2 separate regions of the Ovis aries genome follow, and region 1 is linked to region 2. Evidence: chromatin contacts called from public Hi-C data. All regions are on one chromosome and are shown on one strand. Each heading gives the region's core, a stretch centred on a gene start, on an enhancer-like site or on the middle of the called end of the contact. The rest is flanking DNA. Distances are from core to core; before and after follow the strand shown.

Evidence for each region. A called contact is a pair of places that touch in the nucleus more often than the background predicts.
Region 1: a Hi-C map of hypothalamus shows a contact between it and region 2, with 4 times the contacts expected there. The contact joins the promoter of USP11 here to the promoter of ZNF41 in region 2. A contact is called at or near these places in 2 of 16 Hi-C or Micro-C datasets (hypothalamus and skin fibroblasts).

Annotation. Positions count from the first base shown.
Region 1 is chrX:57,584,942-57,590,425 of ARS-UI_Ramb_v3.0, reverse strand. USP11 (ubiquitin specific peptidase 11) reads left to right here and starts at 3,695. Exons shown (of 20, transcript XM_060407289.1): 1 at 3,695-3,861. The coding sequence starts at 3,713. CDK16 (cyclin dependent kinase 16) reads left to right here. Exons shown (of 17, transcript XM_060407294.1): 17 at 1-758.
Region 2 is chrX:57,376,040-57,381,992 of ARS-UI_Ramb_v3.0, reverse strand. ZNF41 (zinc finger protein 41) reads right to left here and starts at 2,663. Exons shown (of 6, transcript XM_004023243.6): 1 at 2,571-2,663. The region is part of intron 1 of ZNF81 (zinc finger protein 81); the gene reads left to right.

The sequences.
Region 1 (5,484 bases), core at 2,446-4,945, 210 kb before region 2:
TGTGGGCCTTGTTTGTTTGTTTCATTCATTGTTGTTTTTTTAATTATTTTAAATGAGGTTTTCATTTTTTAAATGCAATATCTCTGTATACAGACTGCTGGGCCCCACTCACTGTGTGTGGCCCTCCCACAGTATTTTGTGCAATGAAGCCCTGCTCCCAGCCTTTTCATGGCAGGGACATAGCCCCTATTCAGAACCCTGATCATCACCAGACCCTGGGGTCAGCTAAGGGAAAGCATGCCTTGACAACTCGCCTTCCAACCCCCACCTGCCATCCCCAGCCACAGGGGGACTTGGGGACTACTGGAGACTCTCTGGGAGATGGATGAGGTGGGGGGCCCCCACTCTTTCCCTCCTGCAGTCCCATAGCTGGGGCTTCCTTCTCAGGGTCTCCCTAGCCCAGCCCTCCTGCCCCCATCCCGCACGGTGCTGTTGAGTAGGGGCCCTGCCAGGAACTGACCAACTCAGCAATGGAGCCATAGTGTATATATGCGCACAAGCAGGGACAGAGGGGCGCATGGGAGGTTGTGCCCAGGCATTACCCCATAACCTCTGGGAAAAGTGAGACAGGGCAGGGACAGTCTCTGGGGTCAATTCCCAGATGGGTGGTTACCTTCCCTTCCTCCACTCTAAACCCTGGGGCCCTCAGATGGGGTGGGAGGGCAGGGGCAGGGGCCCTCCTAGGGGAGTTGGGAGGGGTGGGTTCCTGAATGCACCGTAATCGCTGTATGAAATATTAAAAAGTCTAAAGTGAAAAACCTGATTGCAAATCCCTGTGGGGGTGGGCTCAACCCAGGGTGAGTACTGGGACCTTGGAGAATTCACACTGGGTGCCTATTGTCTAGAAGAGCACTGCGAATGGGCCAGGGATGTGTCAGGACTATGAAAAAGCATCTGAGGGGTTGCACATACCATGGTGGAACATAATAGCAGGTAGAGCAGGCTGTATAGAGGATGGGCTAAGGATTGAGCAGAGAGGAATTAGATTTACCCCAGAATATGAAACCAGATAGAGGATAGACTGTTAGGTATGGAGAGGCTGTTTCTTTGAAAGACACTTGAAAGGCCCAATAAAACCAGGATTTGGGGGAGATAAGACAGAGAAACCCAGTATGACAGACATGTCTAGCTGGGACCATGAGGCAGGCCAGTTGGGAATATGATAGGGTAGATTTTAAACCATGGAAAAGATAGGGGAATCTTTTTAATACATGGGTCAAATTTAGGACTAGGGCCATTGATGGAAGTTTAGGTTATTGGTATCTAGGAAGTAATGGAAACCATGGACATGTACGAGATGACTGTGGAAAGAATGCAAAGGTTTGTGAGGCCAGAAGTCTATAGATAGCCTGGGACTCAAGTTGAGGCTTTGATTTCCTCTGTCCTGGGAGTTCTAGCTCCTGTCCACCATCTTGAGCAAAGTCTAGGATAGATTTCCAGGCAGAAGATGTGGGGTGGACAGGGCCTGCCAGATGCTATAGAAAATGCAAGCCTAAGTGGCTGGTTGCTGAAGTCCAGCGGTGCCAGTGGACCTCTACTGTGTCCCTGTAAGCACTCTGGTGATAGTCTACAGCCTTATGGTTCCACAATGACTGTTAAGTCCCCAAAGATGGGAAATCAAGCAAGGAAAACCACCCTCCCTGTTTCCTTACAACGGCTAAAACTGTTAAGCTCCTCAGCAGACTTTTTGTGCCATCCTTTGGCTAGAATCAGTTGACATGGCCACTTCTGATAGCAAGGGAGGTGGGGAAAATGAAGACCTTGCAAAAGGGGACAAGATTGCCAGGCGGGACTTAGGACTAGAATTCACCCAACTGCTCTCAGAACTGGTAGGGTCATCAGTGTGGGCAGAGATTGGTGTCTGGAAAGTGGAGAAATCAAACCTAGGGAGGGAGGCCTCTTGTTGGATTGTAGGACGGACAGGCTTCAAATTAAATTGGGAGAAGGTATCTGCAGATGGGCAACGAGAGTCAGTTCAGAGAACCTGACAAGCTTCAGGTAGGCCTGAAGGGCATGTATCTACCATGTGCCAGATCCAACTCGAATGCCACTTTACAGATCCTGAGGTGAAATGGCTGTTCCCTTTCCTCAAAGATTACACAACTGAGTTGTGACCCCCTCATCTGTGCCAGGTCTGAGCTGGAGGCTGGCATCAGTAATTCACAACCCCTGCCCTACCAAAGTTAACTGAAAATAGAGGTAAATTGTGAGATCATGTGTATTGGTGGCAGTGGGGTTTGAAATTGTGCAAAGAAAGGGTATTTTGGACACCTGTGTGTGCATGGGCCTAAAGGTGTGAAAAGGCAAGGTGTGTGTTTGCGTGTGGGAATGGGTAGTGATTGTGAGGGAAATACACTGAAACAGACCCAGAATCATGATCCTGTCTTAGGGAGTTTGTGTGATGGTTAGGTGGGGACAGCCAATAGGCAGGCCAATAGGGAGCCAAAGAGGGAAATTTTAGTTATCACCAACATAGAGGGCGGGGAGCCCCAGCAGAGAAAATGTAGACATAGCCTAGAGCAGCGGTTCTCGGCAGGAGATAATCTCCCCAACCCGCAGAGGAAGTTTTGCAATTGGGGGATGCTACTGGAATCTAGCAGGTAGTGGCACCAATGCAGCTAAACATCCTACAACAGAAATGTCAATAGTGCCTAAGCTGAAAAAAACCCTGGTGCAGTAGACTGGTTCTCAAACTTTTGGTCTCAGAATTCCTTCATATTCTTAAGGATATCCAAAGAGCTTTTGCTTATGTCATGCAGTCTCTGGAAAATTCCATGGCACATGCAATAGAAAATGACCATGAAAAAGTCTTGTTGTGAATAGTTTTGACTTCGTGAACCTGAAAGGGTCTCCTGAACGGGTAGAAAGCCAAAAAGGACCCTAGTTTGAAAATCTCTGGCCTGGAATTTAAAGGTGGCACGTCTGGAACTGGAATTCCTGAGTTCCAACCACAACTCCACGACTTACTAGTGGGGCAAAGTGAATTAACGTTTCTGGTCCTCAACATCCCCATTGTTTCCCATAGGCAACCTGCTGCCTAAGACTACTATTTATGTGCAATAAAACACCTAAACAGGGCCAACTATTATTATCAGTGCTGTAACTCCAATAAAAATATACCTGGCCTGGGGCTGACTTGCCTTCAACACATTTGTCAAGAGGACAAATCTAGTTCACGCAAGGAAGAGGCCCGCAGGCCTGGGTAGCGCCCTGGAAGTGATGCCCTCTTTTGCATTAGTTTCTGATGGAGAAGGGTAGTGCAATGAAGGAAGGGCATCCTGGTCAGGCTTGCAAAAAGGCCGCTCCCAGGATACAGGCGCGCGGTCCTCAGCAGAGAATGGGACCGAAAGGTCCTGGAAGCTTCCCCTGAGCACGCGCCAATATGTCCTCCTTGGGGACCACTACCTCTACTTTCCACACAGTCGTTTGTCCTGACTCAACATGGCGTTAGAATCCCACAAGACACCCTGGTCCTTAGTTCCCAACTGGAGGATTTACCCCGCCCACCGGTGGCGGAAATCACCGCCCACGGGCCTATGCCCACCCAGCCCTTCGACGAGTCCGAGCGCGGGGGTCCCTTTTCAAGACCGCAGTAGCCCCCTGGCTGTATGGGGGGCTCTGCTTCCGTTTCCGGGACCAAAATCCGGAAGTGGCACTTGAGGGGCCCTTCCTAGTCCCAGCTGCGGTGGCCGCTAGAGGAGGGCAAACAGCTATGGCGGCGGTCGCAGCGAATCCCGCGGATACGGCTGCGACTGCGGTCGACGACCGAGAGCCACAGCGGGAAGCGGTGCCAGGCCTGGAGAGCCAGTGGCGCCAGATTGAGAATGGGCGAGGGCGTCCGCTGCAGGTCGGCGAAAGCTGGTAAGGCAGAGCTGAAAGCGGAGCCTCGGCTTGAGGAGACTGTGGGGAACGAGGCGGCGGAGGTCCTTGTGAGAGCCGCCCTGGGGAGGAGGAATGGCCTATGGGACTGGGAACGAGAGGGGCGGGGAAAGCCTAGTCTGAGAAAGAGGTGGGGCCTGTGCGGTGCAGCCTGATAGCGCGGCGCGATTTGGCGTGGAGAGGCAGGGGGCGGGTCATGAGAAGGGAAGGCTGCGGCGGCAGGGCCGGGCCAGCGAGGTGGACCTTGGAACTTGGGAAGGAGGGGATCTCAACAACAGAGCTGGGGAGCGTAGTCTGCGGGGCGTTACGAAGCATCTGGGGGCGGACTGTGACTACTGCACAGCGTCTGAGAACGAAGTCAATGCCGGTGACATCTGGCTGAGGAGCGGATTGGGAGCCGGGGGCGGAGCGGGTGGAGGAAGAGGGAGGGAGTCAGACCCTGCGTGGTGGAGAGAGCTGGAGCCTGGGAACGAGGCTTGTGACGAGGCCGAGGGGCGTGTCCTGAGGCGGTGGAGAGACTGCAGAGGGGAGGTGGTGCCCGTGAAGCAGAAAATGGCGCCTGCGAGTGAGCAAAGCTTGTGAAACGGCGAGGTTTTTGCCTCTGACCAAGCTCATTTTCCCAGGACGGGAGAAAGTGCAGGTGATTGGTACGGGAGGGGCCTTCGATGTTGCGTTTGTTTTCTGTTTTAGTAGTGCTTTGTTTTGTAATCAAGAAAAAACAGCTATTTTAAAAATATCAATGCGTATCTTGATAAATCGACTTGTTTAGTTGCTTTCTTTGCTAACCTCTGCTCGAAATGTACTGTTTCTGGGGTCATTTTATTTCTCGCCGAGCTGCATCTCGGTTTTTAAGTTGTGAAATACGTAAGACCTGCAAAGATTATATGAAACGTTTACGTAGGCCAGGTTGATGGACATTTTATAAAAATAGACGATCTGTACTTTTCAAAAATTTCAAGGTCGGGAAGAACTGTCCCAAATTGAAGAAATTAACGGGATTTAACGAATGCATAACTAAATGCAATGTGTGATCCTAGGTTGGATCCCGGAGCAGAAAAAATAAATTATTTAAAAATCTTTTTTTTCACCTCATAAAGTGAACTTTCTCTCTTTTACTGTAAAAGATATGAATGGGGAAATTGATAAAATGTTTACCAAAGTCTGTAGACTAGATGTTAGTACTGCTAATTTCTTGGTTTTGATCATTGTATTGTGATTGTGAAAGATAATATCTTTGTTTTTAGGACATTCATTTAGGGTTAAAGAACCGAAGTATTTAAGGTTAAAGAACCATTGTGTAAGCAAGCTTATTCTGAAGTGGTTGAAAGAATAGCATATATAAAGACGTATTTAAAAAAATAATGACGGAGTAAGTGAGTAAAAATTTAAATTTGGAGAATCTTGAATGAAGGGCACGCAGAAATTCTTTGTATTATTTTTACGACTTTTCTGAGTCTATTTCTAAGTTAATAATTTAAAGAATAATACAAAATTTGTGAATTAACCACCTAGGTTAAGATTCAAACCGTTACCTTAAGAAATTCTGTGCCGCTCCCTAATGAAAATTCCCCTCCCTGCCACAGGAAATTATTACCCTGAATTTTT
Region 2 (5,953 bases), core at 1,414-3,913:
GTGCTTCCCAATTTTCTAACCAAATGGAAAATACAAACTTTAATCTCATCTCATACCACACACCAGAATTTTCCAGTTGGATTAAAATGTAACCCTTAAACAATGAAAATTTAAATTTAAGTCATATATTTACTTAAGCACCAAATCAGGGAGAACTCACTAGGCAAGACACGATATTTAGAACTTGTAAAGAAAAATTAATCAGATGACTATTTTTCTAATTATATATGAAGACATGTTTCAAAAATCAAGATATAAAGAGAGATAAAGGGGAAAATTACAATAAATGACAGAAGGTTAATATCCATAAATTAGTGAGAAAGACAAACTACATAAAGGAAAAAAAGAGCAGAGGATATAAAAAATGTTTAAATACATTTCAGTGGTCAATAAATAGGAGATGTTCGGCCACCAGTTGTCAGGAAGATGCACATCAAAGTAAACTACATACTGTTTTGTTTGGCCCTCAGAGCAGAAATTAAAAAAGCAGCAACAATCAGTGCGGGAGATGATTTTGGAGTGAGCCCTTTTATATGCTGCTAGTGGGAGATGTACTTTTACAAAAGTTTTGGAAAATAATTTAACTGAAATTTCAATACATACCATCCACTTTAAGGAACATCCATTCCTGCACCTAATGATCACTCAGATGACAGTCTCTGGCTATAATTTAGAAATCAATAACAAAAATTTCAACTTCGGGGGAAATCAAAATCTCATACCTAAATAACTAAGGGATCAGAGAGAAAACCACAACAGAAATTAGAAAACATTATTAATAAACTATGGTGGAAGTGTTACATATAAAAACTTGTGACATGAAACTAAAGTGTTCTTAGAGAAAAATTCATGGACTTAATGCCTATACTAAAAATTATGGAATATTAATTGAGATAAGGATTCAATTTAGGAATTAAAAAATAGGAATAAAAGAAAAAATCTAAAGAAAAGAGATAATGAAATCAAGGGCAGAAACTAATGACACAGGAAACAAAGATACAGGAGGACCAAGAAGGTCAAAAGTAGGTTTTGGAAACAATCACATCTCAATTCTAAAACCACTGATCACAGCATGGGGTTAATAGGCCCCTCTATCACTATCCACAGTCCCAAATAAATGTATCATTCATCCCACAGAGTCCCATCACTCACACCACAGAAACCTTGACCATCCACCCAATAAACCCAACCATATACCTTATAGACGCTGCAACACTCATCCCACGGCCCTCATCACTCACCTCAAAAACTCTCTCACTCGCTCATTCTGCAATCCTCACCTCACAGGCTCTCTACCATTCACTCTACAGACCACCCATTACTCTCCAAAAGATCCTCATCACTCACATCACTGAACCTCATCATTTACCTCACAGACAGCTCCATCACATAACCTCAGTAATCCCCATGACGCCTGACAGAAGGCCCATGATTCGCGACACAGGACCTCCAAGCACTAACCTCACAGAGCTCGAATCACATCTCTGACATCGGATCACTCACACTACAGTCCCCATTCCTTACTCTACTTACCCCTGATCACTCACTCCATAGACTTCCACTGCTTATCCCACAGACCCAGTCACTTACCCCATCAGTGGCCTCCAAGGAGGCTCATCGCTCACCTCATCAATGCCCCCTGCTCACCCTATAGATTCTGTATCACTGACCGCACAGATTCCCCAAAATTCAGCACACAGACTGCTTATTACTTTCCCTACTGCCTCCATCATTCACCCACAAACCCCTGTGTCGCTCTATGCACCACCTCACAGACTCCAGAGAAGCCCCATTACTCACCCCACAGAGTACCATCACTGAGCAAGAAAGCCATGTCCTAACGCCCCCCATAATTATGTCAATGCTTTACTGCTGCTAAATCGCCATCTCAATTAAACTCAGCCCCAGAGCCCAAAGTGTTGAAACTGCCTCTGTGGGACGCTGACGTTTCTGGATTTCACACTGCACATGCTCAGTGTCGACGCCGAAGCCGCCGTCCACCCCAATTACACCCGGTGCACTCACGAGGTGTCAGTGCGTGCGCGTGTCTGTGTGTGTCAGAGGAGAGGCGGGCTTTCCAATTTTCTTTAGTGACTTTGTCAGACCACTAACATGGCTGTCCTCTTGGGAGTGTCTCTCCGGGAGTCGCCATCTTGGGAGGGTGGGCATCTCTGCGGCTGCGGCACCAGCGGTCCCTCGTCAGACCTGCCTCGGCGGGGTTTCCTGGGAGCCGATCCGGCCCAGAAGGTCGGGCTGCGGCTCCCAGACTCTTCCCTCCTGCGCCGCATCCTCCGCCGTTACCCCAAGCATAGGCCTGGTGTCTTCCCTTCTCTGGGTCCCGGGGCCCCGCCCTCCGGCCGTATCCCCAGGGGCCGAGGCATCTTCACACGTAGTAACTCCCCCTGCCCCCTCCCCTATCCTAGCTAGAAAGACACCTCCAAGCCACTGGCCTGACACTGGCGCCCCCTCCCCGGCCCCCACCCCCGCTCCACTTCCCCAGGTGCGGAAAGGCCCCTGATCCGTGCAGGCGGCTCGCGGCGGCAGAGCCCCGGGCGCCGCTGGGTGCCCACCTGACGGCGCCTCTGTCCACCCGTCGGCTGGGGGCATCGCCCAGCTCTGGCTGTCACCGACCCTGGGTATTTGCCACGGGGGGAATAATACGTGTCAAATTTAGGCCAGGAAGCGGAAGTCGCCCGCAGCGAGAGTTTAACCACTGTGGGCGCGGGGAGCTGAGGTGGTTGAATGCCAGAAACCAAGTATCTGTGCACGCAGCAGTGGTGTGTGTGGGGGGGGGCGGGGGGGGGGCTTGTGACATCAGTAATGGGACATTTCATCCATTAAAACAAGAAAAAACTCGAGTACTCAGGCTTCCCTATTTCCTTATATAAGCATGAAGGCTAAAGCTCTCTTCTGAATAGCCAAGGTTTCAAGGTTTTTTTCTTTGTTTTTTAAGATTTATTTAATATTGGACTGCGCTGGTTTTCTTCCTTGCTGCTGCGGGTTTTCTCTAGTTGTGGCGAGTCGGCTTATTGAGGTGGCTTCTCTGGGAGCCCGGGCTCTAGGCACCAGGCTTCAGTAGTCACGGAGCTTTGGCTCAATAGTGGCACAGGGGCTTGGTTGCTCCTCAGAATGTAGGATCTTGGAGCCGGTTTCCGCTGCATTGGCAGGTAGATTATTAACCACTAGACCATCAGGAAAGCCCCAAGTTCCAAGTTTTGATTTGATACATTTTCATTAGTATTCAGTTTCAAGTGCTAATTTGTAACTGTTTCCCCCTTTTGACCCAAGGATTATTTAGAAATCCAGTGTCAAACTTGCAAAACTTCTCCAAGACTCAAACTTGCCTTGAGCCTCAAGTATGGGACCCAGTTTTCGGCAATGTTTCATTACTTGATGGAAAAGACTGTATTTTCCAGCTGTTGGGTTTAGCATATGTGTTTATTGGTTTGAGCTTGTTAGTGTGTGTGTTAGTTGTGAAATGAAAAATCTCCTGCCATATTAATAAAAGAAATGTTGAAGGAGGAAAGAGAACAGGCTCCATCTTGGGCCGGACTGTGGACTCTGAGTTATATGCCCAGTATCTATGGAAATGACATACAAATAGAAAACCAGACCCCGGGGGTGGAAGAGCCCCAGGGCTCCTACCTAGACTCTCTGTCAGCTAAAAGAATACCCTAATTATTTGTGTAACCAAATAGAATCATAAATTCTATTATGCTTGTTGGGGTATGACCACAGGCCTATTGATAATCATCCACTGTTAACTACCTATGCTTAAGGCATACGAATCATTGGTTAACTTTGTATCTTTCTTTTCATTTGTTCAGACTAGTTTCAGAGAATTTGAGGAGGTGGGTTTGAACATGTACACTTAGGGTGTATAAGGTTTTCACAAAAACTAGTCGGGGTCTTTGGCTAAGAGGAGACTCAGCCTTGGGTCCGCTTTTGTAATAAATTGCACTCCACTATCTGCATTGTCCTTCTGAGTGAGTTTGCTTCCAGGAATGCGAGGCTACGACAATGTCACTGCTGCTGCTGCTGCTAAGTTGCTTCAGTCGTGTCCTACTCTGTGCGACCCCATAGATGGCATCCCACCAGGCTCTGACATCCTCGGGATTCTCCAGGCAAGAACACTGGAGTGGGTTGCCATTTCCTTTTCCAATGCATGAAAGTGAAAAGTGAAAGTGAAGTCACTCAGCCGTGTCCGACTCTTAGGGACCCCATCGACTGCAGCCTACCAGGCTCCTCCATCCATGGGATTTTCCAGGCAAGAGTACTGGAGTGGGTTGCCACTGCCTTCTACAATGTCAGAGCCATCAGCTACTTCTGGCCTCCAAATGTGAATGATCGCTCCCAAAACTGCCATCCAGTGGGCGTTGCCACCCCCCATAGTGATTGCTGAGGAGCTGGAGAAATACAAGAGGCAAGGTGAACAAGGAAACAGATTGGCCCCAAATAGCTGAGGTGCACGTGAAAGGAATGAACTCGGTGAGCCCAGAAGCTTGCATCTTCCCATACATAGAAGGCTAAATTCCTTAACTTGATACCTGATATGTGGTGTTCAGACTATCTGCTCCCTTTGTTGCAAACTTGCATATAGCCTGACTTCCTTTCTTGCCTCCTTGGAGCAGTTTTCTCGGAGCTACTGAGATGCTGTCTCCCTGTCTCAGAGTCCTAAACATTCCCACCAAACAAAATAACCCTCTACTTTCAGATTGTGACTGTACTTTTTTAGTCGACATGGTGTTAGTTGCTCAGTTGTGTCCAACTCTATACGACCTCATGGACTGTGCAGCCTGCCAGGCTCCTCTGTCAATGGAATTCTCCAGGCAAGGATACTGGAATTGCCAAATGGATACTGGAGTAGCCATTTCCTTCTCCAGGGGATCTTCTTGACACAGGGATTGAACCAGCGTCTCCTGTGTCTCCTGCATCGGCAGACAGATTCTTTACCACTAGCACCACCAGGGAAGCCCTTGAGCTATTTAAAATGTGTATGTTCTTCCTGATGATTTTCTTCTGCTTGCTCTCTGAGTTAGTGAGAGAGATCTCCCACTGTACTGGTAAGTCAGATTTTCATTGCACCAGTCAATTTTTGCTTCCTGTATTTTGAAGTTTTACTATTAAATCCAAGGGTATTGTGTTGTTGAATAGATACAGCCAAATCACTTCCCCAAAATATTTTAGCATTTCCTACTCCCACCAGCACAGTATGAGTCCACCAACGCAAATCTTTAGCACTGAATGTTGATGCTCTAATTTTTGCCAATCTGAGGGGTAATTTAACTGCTTTAACTTGCACTACCCTGACCACTTGTGAAACTGAGGCTCTTTTTCTGTTTGTTGACAATTTAGCTTTTTCTCTTTGCAAATCTTCCTAGCCTTTGTTAAGTTTTCTTTGCAGTGATTTGTCTTTTTCTTATCAATTTGTAAGAGCTCTTTGTAAACTAGAGATATTTGTTACATTGCAATATTTTCCCCCAACTCATTTTGTCCTTTGCATTTTGTAGGTGTCCTTTTATCTATAATTAGACAAATGTATTCTTTCATCAAAAATAAGCTTTCTTGGACTTCCCTGGTGGTCCAGTGGTTAAGAATCTGCCTGCAGGAGACATGGGTTTGATCCCTGGTTCAGGAAGATTCCACATGCTATGGAGCAACTAAGCTCATGCACCACAACTACTGAGCCCATGCACCCAGAGCCCATGCTTCACAAGAAGAGAAGCCACTGCAATGAGAAGCCCACACACTGCAATAGGAGTGGTCTCCACTCAACACAACTACAGAAAGCACAGCAACAAAGACCCAGGGCAGCCAAAAATAAACATTTTTTTAAAAAAAAGCTTTCTTTTCTGGCTTCTGTGTTTCCTGCCTTGCACAGACCCCTTCTCCATTCCAAGTACTCCTAAAAAGATAGTCTTAACATTTATTTCACTTGTGTTTTGAAATGTTC